Linked DNA regions of Mus musculus: region 2 is linked to region 1. Evidence: chromatin contacts called from public Hi-C data. All regions are on one chromosome and are shown on one strand. Each heading gives the region's core, a stretch centred on a gene start, on an enhancer-like site or on the middle of the called end of the contact. The rest is flanking DNA. Distances are from core to core; before and after follow the strand shown. Region 1 has its middle 25 kb from the start of Gm10451. Region 2 overlaps Rab15 (RAB15, member RAS oncogene family).

Region 1 (6,125 bases), core at 2,351-4,850:
GATGGTCTTGAACTCCTGATCCTCTTGCTTCTGTCTTCTGGGTGCTGGGATCACAAGCATATACCACCATGCCCAGTCTTCATGCAGCGCTATGGAATGGAACCCAGGGATTTGTGTATATTAGGCAAGCATTCTACCGACTGAGCCATAACCCTATCCCTGTCTAGCTCATCTCACCTTCTTTATAGTTGGTTGAAGTCCATTTCCTGTTTATTATATCAGTAAGCACTGTAACTAAAAGACACACAGCTCAGACTGGAGAGATGGCTCAGTGATTAAGAGCACTGACTGCTCTTCTGGGGGTCCTGAGTTCAATTCCCAGCAACCACATGGTGGCTCACAACCATCCGTAAAGAGATCAGATGCCCTCTTCTGGGGTGAAGTGTAGTTACATATAACAAATAAAAAAATCTTTAAATACACACATACACACACACAAGAGTCTCTGCTCGCTGGGCATGGTGGCACACGCCTTTAATCCTAGCACTCGGGAGGCAGAGGCAGGCGGATTTCTGAGTTTGAGGCCAGCCTGGTCTACAAAGTGAGTTCCAGGACAGCCTGGGCTACACAGAGCAATCCTGTCTCAAAAAAAAAAAAAAAGTCTGAGCTTCTTAAGTCAACATGCAAAGTAACAGGTTTCATCATGGCATCTTCGCATCTTCATACATAGGTGTCTTTATACTTTGTTCTCACTAACCCCTCCCCCACTGCCCTCCCCCTCCAGCCATTCAACTTTAGACACTCTTTCCTGTTTCTCTCCAGCGCTGATGAGAATGGAGGCCGGAGGAAGCCAAACCCTGCCCAGGCCACAGTTGGCAAATGGGAAGGGTTGGAGACAAGCTCAGGTCAGCCTCAAGCCCCTGGACCGTCTCCAGCACAGAGTGTAACTGCTGTGGTCTGGAAACACTTACCCTGGCTCCCCTTGTGGAAGTGGGGTCACCTGCTATTTTTATAGCTGTTACTATACACGGCAATAGTTGCCCCGAGAACTGGGCTGTGCTCGGATCCTGAACACCTGTTACCTGTGAGTGGGGAGCATTCACGAGTGGGTTGCAGGTGCTGGACATCTGAGCCTTTGGAGGTCCCAGTTCTCTTGCTGCCTAGAGCAGTTCTGAAAGAGTCCCTCTAAAGCATTTGACAGTCCTAAGGGTGGTGAGGGGAAAGCCAGCTCAGAGATTTCCTCCTCAACGCTGTCACCTCATAGTAATAAAGCATAATGAAGGCGTGGAAGTGGCCGGCTGTTTATTTACTGTCCCACCCCCATTGTGCAAAGACATGGCAGGATTTCCAGGCATCACCTCATCGTCTCCCTCTTTGGTGGCACAGTGAACGACTGGATTTGTTCTCAATGCTCACTGGTGGTTAAAATCCCACATCAGATGTGGGCCCCACTGAAATACTTGTCTCAGGCTTTTCAGTTATCCTGCTATTTCATCAGAACCTGGAGTGTCCTCCCTGCCCGTGTTGACATCTGCAGAGTGGTATTCTGGGAAATGACTCACACCGGGCTCTCCTCAAGGCGCATACACCACGTTTGCTGGTTTCCCTGGGTGAAACAGTTTTGTTGATGATTTCAGGGAACCAACCTGACTTCACTGAGCACAGAGTCAAGAGGAAAGGCACAGAGAGAAAGACATTGCCCAGGGTTTCCACACACGGATCCTGTAGGTTCAAATACCCTTGAAGCAGAGGCAAAGGTTAAACATACATTAAGAAGCAGTGAATATTTTAGCATTTATTACTTTAAAAAGTAGTTGCTCGAAAACTAGGCACGGTGGCATGTGCCTGTAACCCAGCATTTGGGAGGTAGACGCGGGGGGATCATAAATTGGAGGACAATAGCAACTTTGAGGCTAGTCTAGGAGATGGAAATCTGTCTGTCTGTCTGTCTGTCTCCTTCTCCCTCCCTCTCTCAAAAGTAAAAGAAGGAGGAGGAGGAGGAGGAGGAGGAGGAGGAGGAGGAGGAGGAGGAGAAGGAGAAGGAGAAGGAGAAGGAGAAGAAGAAGAAGAAGAAGAAGAAGAAGAAGAAGAAGAAGAAGAAGAAGAAGAAGAAGAAGAAGAAGAAGAAGAAGAAGAAGAAAAAGAAGAAGAAACTGTTGCCTGTGTTTGTCTTATGTTTTTTGGCACTTGAGTTTGAACCCGAGGCCTCGGCATGCCAAGCGCCTGCTCTACCTCAGAGCTCCCCCACAGCTCTGTAACTTCACTTTTAACAGTGGTTGTGTTCAACAAGTGGCTCTCAACTAGAGAACTACTGGAACTAAGTGAGGCGGCTCCACCGACCATAAAGCTGTGTCTAGCCTGGATATGGGAAATTCGGGCTCTGGCCACGAGAGAGCTGCCCAGGCAGCCCAAGCCTCTAAGAGATTTCAGTGTTGTGTTTTAGGGAGCTATGGGGTGGGGTTTTGCTGTTGTTTAGGCTTTTTTTTTTTTTAGATAGGGTGTATTAGTTAGGGTTCTCTAGAAGAATAGAACTGATATATATATATATATATACACATATATATATGATTTATTTATTCTATTTATATGAGTACACTGTAGCTATCTTCAGATACACCAGACAGAATAGGACATCGGATCTGATTACAGATGGTTGTGAGCAACCATGTGGTTGCTGGGAATTGAACTCAGGACTTCTGGAAGATCAGTCAATGCTCTTAACCATTGAGCCATCTCTCCAGCCCAGAATTAATATATTTTAAAAGTGGATTTATTGCTGGGTATGGTATCCTCCACTTTTAATCCCAGCACTCTGAAGGTACTCAGAGATAGAGATCGTTTGAGGCCAGCCTGGTCTGCACATAGAGTTCCAGGTATGTCAAGACTACACAGTGAGATCCTGTCTTACCAAAGAGCAGGCAGGCTATTAGATTGTCTGGATAGTCCACCAAATGCCGACTAGCACGGGAGAGACTAAGAATCTGCTGGCTGCCCAGTTCATGAGGCTGAATGTCTCAGCAATCCTAAACCAGTGCCATAGGCTCAAGTTTTCTTGGAAACCACTGGTCTGTAATCTATATCAGAAACCAAAAGACAGATTTCTCCCCTCTTTATAACTTTCTTAGCAAAGATGATATATCGGGTTGTTAATGTTACTATAACAAAGCACAACAAAACAAGCCGATTTAAACAAAATATTTTTTTCATGGCTCTAAAGACAAGAAAGCTGAGTTCAAGCTGTCCATAGGACTAGAAGGATGGGATTGGGTCCAGGCTGCTCTCCTTGACTTGTAGATGGCCATCTGCCTGCACTGTTTTTCCAGATCCTTCTGTCTGTCTGTCTGGTCTCATCCCCTGAGGAATGCTACCTGACTTTGAACTTGCTCTCTGGCAAGCCGTATTCGTTTCCTCATGAGGCCCTTTTGTGTTTATGTTGAATACATCCCACTTTGACAACCTCTTCCCACTACACATGTTTTTATAGAGGAATTTGTAAGCTGAAACAGAGCAATGACCTACTTGTTCTCAATAGCTTGTCCCTTACCCTAAAGCACAGAAACCTGTTCCTAAAATGGGTGGAGACTCGCAGAGCACCCTGATTTAAATGGAAAGAAAATATGCCAGTCCAATGTATTCCGAAGCGCCATACCCGTCCCATGGCAACCAAATCCCATGGGCTGGGCCCTTCTGCCAGGCCTGAGAGCAGACACCCTGCCTCACCGCAGTCGGTGCAGAGCTTGTTTGCTGTTCTCATCAGAACACCAGCGTGTTAATGCTTGTCATTCCCTACCCTACGTGGAACTACAGCACGGGCTAGTGGGTCCTTGTCCGTGAGAAATGCCAAACCTGCAGGAGGAGCCAGGAGCCATTGGCAATACAAAGCAAAAGGCTGCATTCTGCATGCTGGGAACAACAAGGAGGTTCAGTCCAAACCTGGGTTTAGCTGTGCTGAGCATGCATGCCATGCTTGGCCGCAACCCCACTCTTGAGTAGTGTCCCTGCTAGTCTGCTGGAAGTCCTCTTACCAAAACACTAGTCCTGATTGTGGGTAGATACAGACTAAGGCATCCTTGTAAGTACAGCATTGCTCACACAGGATATTTGAGAAGCCCAGAATTCCAGGGAACAGAACACACGATCCTGTTCTTGTGATTCAGTAAAGACCTTGGACAAAACTGAGGGGCCTTTGGAGAGTTCCACTAACTAGTTACTTAACTAGTCACTTAACCAAGCCCATCACATGGGTTTGTTCTGGCAGTGACTGCAGTGTGGCCAAGAAGAAAGAGCAAGCCGTTGGTTCCTGATAACTTTATAAATATGGGGACTTTGGACGAGTTAACTACATTTAGCTCTGTCTGCCTACTGATAACATGGTCTGATATAAGGAGACGTGTATCGATACAGTCCTGAGTCTAGCCATCTGGTAGCAAACAAAGGGGAGGCTTACTAAAGTAACGTTTGCCCCAGCATTTCAGAGCATCTTCAGCCTGACGCTGACTCCTTCGTCCAGTAACAGAGGGGATGTTTGAGGGTACCCGATTAGAAAGCAAACATTTTACTTTAAAATTAATATGGGGCTGGTGTGGGAGGGGAGGAAGGGAAGGTGATAGCGCAAGGCTAGCCTGGGCTATACAGAAAAACCCTATCTCAGAAAATGAGTTGGTTTGAATGATTGCCCTCCCCCATAGGCTCAAATATTTGAGTGCTTAGGGAGTGGCACTAGGTGGTGTGGCCTTGTTAGAGTGGCTGTGGTCTTGTTGGAGGAAGTGTGTTACTGGGGGGTGGGCTTTGCTATTTCAGAAGCTCAAGTCAGACTGTGCGGCTCTCTTCCTGGAAACTCTCGGCTCCTCCAGCACCATGCCTGCCTGTGTGCTGCCATGCTTCCTACCACGAGGATAGTGGACTGAACCTCTGAACCTGTAAGCCAGCTGCAATTAAATGCTTTCCTCTGTGAGAGTTGTCTTGGTCATGGTGTCTGTTCACAGCAATAGAACCTTAACTAAGATAACAAACAAAACGCAAGTCATCAATTAGTATGAGTTTGCGCGTAAGCTGTTTGGGGGGGCAGGTATTAGAAAAATTACCGCAGGGCATTGGTGGTGCACACCTTTAATCCCAGCACTTGGGAGGCAGAGGCAGGCAGATTTCTGAGTTCGAGGCCAGCCTGGTCTACAAAGTGAGTTCCAGGACAGCCAGGGCTACACAGAGAAACCCTGTCTCAGAAAAAAAAAAAAGAAGAAGAAGAAGAAGAAGAAGGAGGAGGAGGAGGAGAAGAAGGAGGAGGAGGAGGAGGAGGAGGAGGAGAAGGAGGAGAAGAAGGAGGAGGAGAAGAAGAAGAAGAAGAAGAAAAGAAAAATTACCACAACGTTTCTCAGCATATTAATATAATGGTTATAGAGCCTCCTAACTCACTCCCTTGTTCCCATGGTATTATGCACAATTTCAATACCTTGTTATTATATTTTACATTTACAGTAGGAAGCTCTTTAAAACCTGATTGTCTTCAAAATTAAAAGAGTATATCGCCCATCCTAGGACAGTAGCTGCTTTCTTGGACCTCAGGCAAAGAGCTGGTGAAGCCCCTCTTGGTCTGCAATGTCTTTCTCGCAGCAAGCAGTTGTCACTTTGAGTTAGTCATTGACAGGACTATCTTCTCCAGAAATGTGATTGGTTCCTTCATGAGACCCATAATAAAGATGGACAGGCCCAGGCTGGAGCAGCCCTGGGATGTGCACTGGAAGTGGAGCAGGGAACCGACCTGCAGTTGATGGGGCAGGTGACTGGGGTGGGACTGAAGTGTATCTGGATGAACAGATCTATGGAGAAGGTCACATACATGGGAGTTTAGGCAGCTGAGGGCATCCAGCAGGCAGGAAGGAGGCCCCTGTTCCCGACCCTGTCATTTTCACTAAGGCCTAATTTGTTTTTAACCAAAATGTTAAAAAAAAAAAAAAATCATGTGTATTCTGGCTTGGTAGCTCAAGCCTCTAGGACAGGTAGATGTTTGTGAGTTCAAGGCCAGCCTAGTTTACATAGTGAGTTCCAGGACAGCTATGGCGAAAGTAGAAAGACCATGTCTCTAATTAATTAATTATAAAATTATGTGTAAATGGACAAAATTATAAAACTGAGGGCTAGGGGAGTATTTCAGTGGTAGAGCACTTACCTAGTATCCACAAGGCTGT
Region 2 (6,125 bases), core at 971-3,470, 340 kb after region 1:
TAAGCGGTCTGTGAATGGTTGCAGAACAAACGACTAGTGGGAAAGAACGAGGCTCCCCAGCAGGCAATCTGAGGACTCCAACTCAGAGGTCAGTGACTCAGGCATCTCGAACACCCAGTGCTGAAAGTGTGAGTAGCAGTCTCCCGGGTCTGACCCTGAAGTGGTGGCTCACCTGGGCTCGCCGATAGTACTGCTTTGTGATAGTCTGGTACCTCTCCTGCCCTGCTGTGTCCCTGCAAGAAAAAGCCAGTCTCTCAGAGAAGAGGCCATAGGGATAGAAGATGAGAAGCAGGAGCTAGGGAGTCTCTGTACCCTAAGAGGAAATACTGCAGAGTTTCAGGGTGAACACTTAGTAGTGCTCTAATCCCCAAGAGTATCCAAACACACCCTAATCTTCCAGGGGAGGCCTGGTCCTTGGCATCGGCACGGGCAGGGCCCCAGGCACTCTTCTTAGGACCTACAACCTGACAGAGCTTTAGACAGCTCTCCAGAACTCAGCCACTGTGGCCGTGATTGAGCAGATGGGAGGATCTGTCACACACCCAGTGACCAGGACATCTCGAAAGGCAATTTCCCACAGTATTCTAGGATTGGGAGGTGTCTCCATATTAAGTGAGTGGTAAGGGCTTCCAAGACCTTTAGGCCAGAGAGACACAGAGACACAGCAGCCCCTGGTGACCAATAGTGGAAATTGCACCATGTGGTTAGTACTGAGGCAATCTCAAAAACCAGTCCCAAGCTAAACCAGAGAGTGGTACTCTCAGCCTCCCTGTCTTAAGCGCAGTGGTACAGAGTACCACTAATTCTGAGATGAGCCCACAACGCTATTCTACCAATTCCTCCGACTTCCCTCCCTTTAGTGAGCTCTCCTCACTCCCATGGTTTGTTGAGATTAAGGTTCACAGAACAGATGGGGGTGTCTGATCTCGCTCTTCATAGAGGTACCCAGTTATCTCGGATGGAGCACAGGTTTACAAATGACAGGGGTACTCAGGGGCAGCTCAGAGCCCTCCCTCCATTACCCTCCTCCTCCTTGGCTCGACTCACCAAATCTGTATTCTCACTTTGATGCCGTCTACTTCGATAGTCTTCATCTTAAAGTCAACACCTGGAGAAAGCAAGCAAGTCAGGAAGGGCTCCCTCAAAGAAGGCTGGGACACTCAAAAAGCATGGAAGGGACTCCGCTTTGGTCAAATGTGACAAAGAGGTGACCAGAAGCAAGCTCCTTCACTAACATTTAAACTCTAAACAGATCCTAAAGAGGCACTTAGAGCTTTGGATGGGGAGTGTCCATTTCACTTCCCAAGCTTCCATTTCCTTGACAGTAAAAAGTGGGAACAGTCAAAACAGCCAAGGCGGTGGTGGCGCACGCCTTTAATCCCAGCACTGGGGAGGCAAAGGCGGGCAGATTTTTGAGTTCGAGGCCAGCCTGGTCTACAGAGTGAGTTCCAGGACAGCCAGAGCTACAGAGAGAGGGAAGAAAAAGTGGGAACATTACAAATTCTGATCTGGTTGCTAAGAAGCCCCTGAGAGAGACAGTGCTGGCCTGCACACTCTGCTGCAGCTATCACTGACTGAGTGCAGTGCCAGGCATGCAGCAGGTGCACCAAGACCATCAACTGATAGGGAAAGCAGGAAGGTACAGAAAACCCAGAGTTCTCTGCTTCCTCTGTCCTAGGCCCTGAAGCCCTAAACTGCCAGTCCTACCAGAACCAAGAACCCAGAGGAGAAACATTTGAGGAAATCTACAACAAGGGAAGTGAGCGCCATCTGGCAGGGTCAGGAGAGATGCCTGAATCACCATGCCTTTCCCAGCCCCAACTGTGCCCAGGCACTGTGCCCAGGGATTCAAGAGCTACTCACAGGGCATCACAATCCACGGTCTTGAGCTGGGGAACATGGGAAAGGTACTGTGTGCTATCCATCAGCAGCTGAACATCCAGTCCAGAAGGTCCCAAGGATGCCAGCGTTCCCAACCCCGTCGGCATTCTCCCTCCACATCTGGGCTTTGCCAAGCAGGAAAGCATGGTCTCTTATCTCTCCTGTCCCCAGGTTTCCACCAAAAGAGACATTAAAGTCAGCCTCTCCCCTCCCACCACCAAGAACAATCATCTTTTAATCAGAAGGGACAAGAAGCTTCGGAATGGAAGACCCAAACTAAATCAAGCCGGTCAGGCATGAATCATGCCTGCCTGAGCTGATTCATATCTACGCGGCTGTACTTTTCCAAATGGCATTCTTCGCTGTGTCAAGAGAAAGGATGATGAAGAGGAAGAGGATGAAAGGAGAGGGACACCTGGCCCTGGTGGGAGGCAGCAGCCTACTTCCTCCCTCCTTGGACAAATAGTTACAAGGAATTGGCTTCTCCTCAGAACTTGATATAGGAGGCAAGCAAGAATCAAGACATTCTTGTTTCAAAGACTGGTACCTTCGTCCAAGAAGGAAGAGGGAATTCCCCATATAATAAACCTAGCTCACACTCATAGCCTGGTCAGGAGTGCTCCTTGTTCAAAGTATTCATAGGAGAGTTTTATTGCCTCAACCCCTGAACATCCGTGAAATTTTCCACTGTGCCCTGCACAGGTCTCAGTCTCAAGGTGGACACAGCAGCAGAGACACATGGTCCCTCCCCTTACAGGGGACAGTAGGAAGGAAGGGCTCAGATGCAAATAACCTGCCTGAGGTTAGCACAGTGTGGATCAGAGTTTCAAACAAGGGCTTGCTTAATGCTGGAATGCATGCCCCCACCCCTGTACCGATTGGGGTGGGGGGAATGAGTGTGTGAGGGGAGAGTTGTTTGTTAGCATGTTAACCCCTCATGGAAGTGGTTAATATTATCAACTGAACAGGAATCTGGAATCACAAGCTTTTTGGACTGAGAGGGAGTCTCTAGATTGTATCAACTGAGGTGGGAAGATTCACCCTAAATGTGTGGGGGGTGCTATTTCAAGATATGGGGGTCCTAAGCTGAGTAAAAGCGAGAAGGCAAGCAGGGCTGGAGCATTTAGTTCCTCCTGTTTCCTTCCTCACTGCAGATGCAATGTGATAGCTCCCTCAAGCTTCTGCCATGGCCCTCAGACTGTGGGCTAAAGTAAACTCCACCTTCCTTAAGTCACTTTAGTCTGACATTTTATCACACGGACCAAAATAAATAAATAAATAAATAAATAAATAAATAAACCAAAAGAGAAGTCTTCACTGTTTGTTTTCCTGTGGGTCCTGTGCTGAGAGGAGGAGCTGCCAATCCTCAGGAGACCTTCCCCGTGAGAGGATGCTGTTAGAAGGGGTAGAAGGGATAAGCAGATGTGGAAGTCACAGACTCCATTGATGCTGGAGTCAATCATTCCTGTTTGGTCTTCCCTCACTTGGACCTGCATGGACAGGAGTCAAGACTGGCCAATTCTGAGATTCCAGCAACCTCCACTTTTACAGGCTATACTGCAATCTAGCCACTCCAAGTTTGTTTTAACATGTCTTAGGAGAGCAGGGCCAAATGGAGTGAGCAGGGCTGACCGGAGTCAACTGGACTGGAGCGAGTGAGGCAGTCTCAATTCCCCACTAATAATGGCTCACAACCATCTGTACAGCTACAGTGTACTCATATACATAAAATAAATAAATAAATCTTTAAAAATAGTCTGAGGAATAAAGGCCTTCCTCTTAGCTTATTCATATTTATTAATGTATGAAGGAAGGAATGGGCTTTATCTTCTGAAGGATTGCCCCCATCTTTTTCTTTAAACATAAAAGCTGTAATCGCCCAAGGATATCCATGTTCTCCTCCTCTATGTCCCCTCCTCCCCTGAGCTTTCCATTCTATCCATCCTACCAATGGGACCCTGGTCAGCAGTACCATGTGCTGACCCAAGACCTTGCTCTATGCTTCATGGCTGTTGGGTTTGTTTTTGTTTGTTTGTTTGTTTGTTTGTTTGTTTTCTGTTGCAAGACACAATCAAAATACTAGCCTGATCGAGTCCGCTGTAGACTCAAGCTGTCCCCACCTCAGGCTATTGGCTGCTCAGCAAGCTAATCATTCAAATGTGTTCACCTGTCACAGTTTCACAGGACTGTCCCTTAGCCCCTGTGTGCCCTCTCCTCAAGCCAGCCAGCAACAGAGTGAGTTTCCACAGCATCTCCTCTCAGGCCCACTACCTCTCTTTCTTCCTCACAGAAGAGTCTTCTCCCCTACTGGAATCCGTCTCCCAGCAGTCCTCCCTGCTGCTCATCCTAACCCGAAGCGCTCCTCCCTGTTGCCGCTTTTGCCTCTCCTAGGAAAGAGAGAGAGTCTCCATCTACCTCCACCCCAGGGTTTGCTCACGCCTTGCCTCTCTAAGGCAGAATTAAGATGCACACAGATTCAGATTCAGGAGGTGTGAACTCAAGCCTGAGGAGTTATATCTTGCTTCGGGGTCCGTGGATCGGACCTCAGTCCGTGAGTTCTCAGGACAATAGTTTCCAAAGGGCATCCCCAGACTTGCAGCCTTATAGCATCATCTCAGACTTAGAAAGGCGAGTGCCTGAATCCTACTTCAGCCTTGGAGACTCAGAACCCCAGCGATGCAGGGCCAGCAGACTGTTTCAACAAGCTCCCAGGAGAGTCCCACATATCTTAAGTTTGCCAGCCACGTGGTGCAAAAGCTTTGCACCTGAACTGTCAAGACAGGCGGCGTGGGCAGTCTCTTTCAGAGTGTACTTTGCAAAACCTTGGCTAAATTTAGAATTACCCGGGAGGATTTTTTTTTCTTTTTTTCTTTTCATTTTAAGGCAGCCACCTTAAAACATAAATAATAAAAATTAAGGAAAAGAAAGAAAAAGGAATCTAGCTGCCTTAACTTGCCTAAATCCACTAAGTCATACTTTGAGTAAGACTCAGAAACTGTACTTTAACAGACTGTGTAAAGCAGTGGTCCTCAGCCTCTCTAATGCTACAATCCTATAATACAGTTCCTCGTGTTGTGGTGACCTCCAACCATAAAATTATTTTCATTGCTACCTCATAATTATAATTTTGCTATTATGAATTTAATGTAAATATCTGTGTCTTCTGGTGGTCTTAGGTGACCCCTTTGAAAGGCCCACAGGCTGAGAACCACTGGTGCAGACTATGGCAGGAAGTTAGCAAGACTGAGAATAGAATGTAGGGAAGAGACATTGGTTAGCCCTGGAATCGGAAGGACCTGAGTTTGAATTGGGCCCTTAATATATGACTACAGGCAAATCTTAATTTCTTTGCCAGTTTTCATTTTCTTACCTGTAGAAGGAGAGTACCACTTGCCTTCACTGTGGATAATTAAATAGCAAGTGTACAACACCTAACTAACTACCTGTAGTTTCTATTCCTACCACGGTGGTTTAAATGAGAATGTTCCTCAGAGGCTCGGGTGTCTGCTGAATGCTTGGTTCCCAGTCGGTGGCTCTGTTTGGGTAGCTTTAGGATGTGTGGCCTTAGCCGGGCAGTGGTAGCATGCCTTTTTTTTTTTTTTTTTTTTTCCATTTTTTATTAGGTATTTAACTCATTTACATTTCCAATGCTATACCAAAAGTCCCCCATATCCACCCACCCCCACTCCCCTGCCCACCCACTCCCCCTTTTTGGCCCTGGTGTTCCCCTGTACTGGGGCATATAAAGTTTGCAAGTCCAATGGGCCTCTCTTTCCAGTGATGGCCGACTAGGCCATCTTTTGATATATATGCAGCTAGAGTCAAGAGCTCCGGGGTACTGGTTAGTTCATAATGTTGTTCCACCTATAGGGTTGCAGATCCCTTTAGCTCCTTGGCTACTTTCTCTAGCTCCTCCATTGGGAGCCCTATGATCCATCCACTAGCTGACTGTGAGCATCCACTTCTGTGTTTGCTAGGCCCCGGTAGCATGCCTTTAATCCCAGCACTTGGGAGGCAGAGACAGGCGGATTTCTGAGTTCCAGGCCAGCCTGGTCACAGAGTGAGTTCCAGGACAGCCAAGGGATATACAGAGAAACCCTGTCTAAAAAAAAAAAAAAAGTGTGGCTTTGTTGAAGGAAATGTGTCAATTGCTGTAGGCTTTGAGGTTTCAAGACCTGGAGCTGTTACCAATGAGCTCTCTCTCTCTCTCTCTCTCTCTCTCTCCTTCCTGCTTGGAGTTCAAG

Evidence for each region. Hi-C and Micro-C count contacts between places; a contact is called where the count stands out from the background.
Region 2: a contact with region 1 is called in a Hi-C map of the N1E-115 cell line, with 3 times the contacts expected there. The contact joins two enhancer-like sites. A contact is called at or near these places in 17 of 39 promoter capture datasets (the 3T3-L1 cell line, HPC-7-derived erythroid cells, cranial neural crest and 10 more), 6 of 484 Hi-C or Micro-C datasets (the G1E-ER4 cell line, the N1E-115 cell line, adipose-derived mesenchymal stem cells and 2 more) and 2 of 9 other capture datasets (adipose tissue and liver).

The regions. Positions count from the first base shown.
Region 1 is chr12:76,465,986-76,472,110 of GRCm38.p6, forward strand. No RefSeq gene overlaps it. Among named protein-coding and RNA genes, the nearest start is that of Gm10451, 25 kb to the left of the region's middle. Within about 2 kb of position 3,601, at least 9 of the 459 cell types and tissues checked have an H3K27ac peak or open chromatin away from gene starts, as enhancers often do. A contact at or near this core is called in the N1E-115 cell line, where this site is marked.
Region 2 is chr12:76,803,396-76,809,520 of GRCm38.p6, forward strand. Rab15 (RAB15, member RAS oncogene family) reads right to left here. Exons shown (of 7, transcript NM_134050.5): 2 at 1,048-1,108; 3 at 173-233. Among named protein-coding and RNA genes, the nearest start is that of Gpx2, 11 kb to the left of the region's middle. Within about 2 kb of position 2,221, at least 33 of the 459 cell types and tissues checked have an H3K27ac peak or open chromatin away from gene starts, as enhancers often do. A contact at or near this core is called in the N1E-115 cell line, where this site is marked.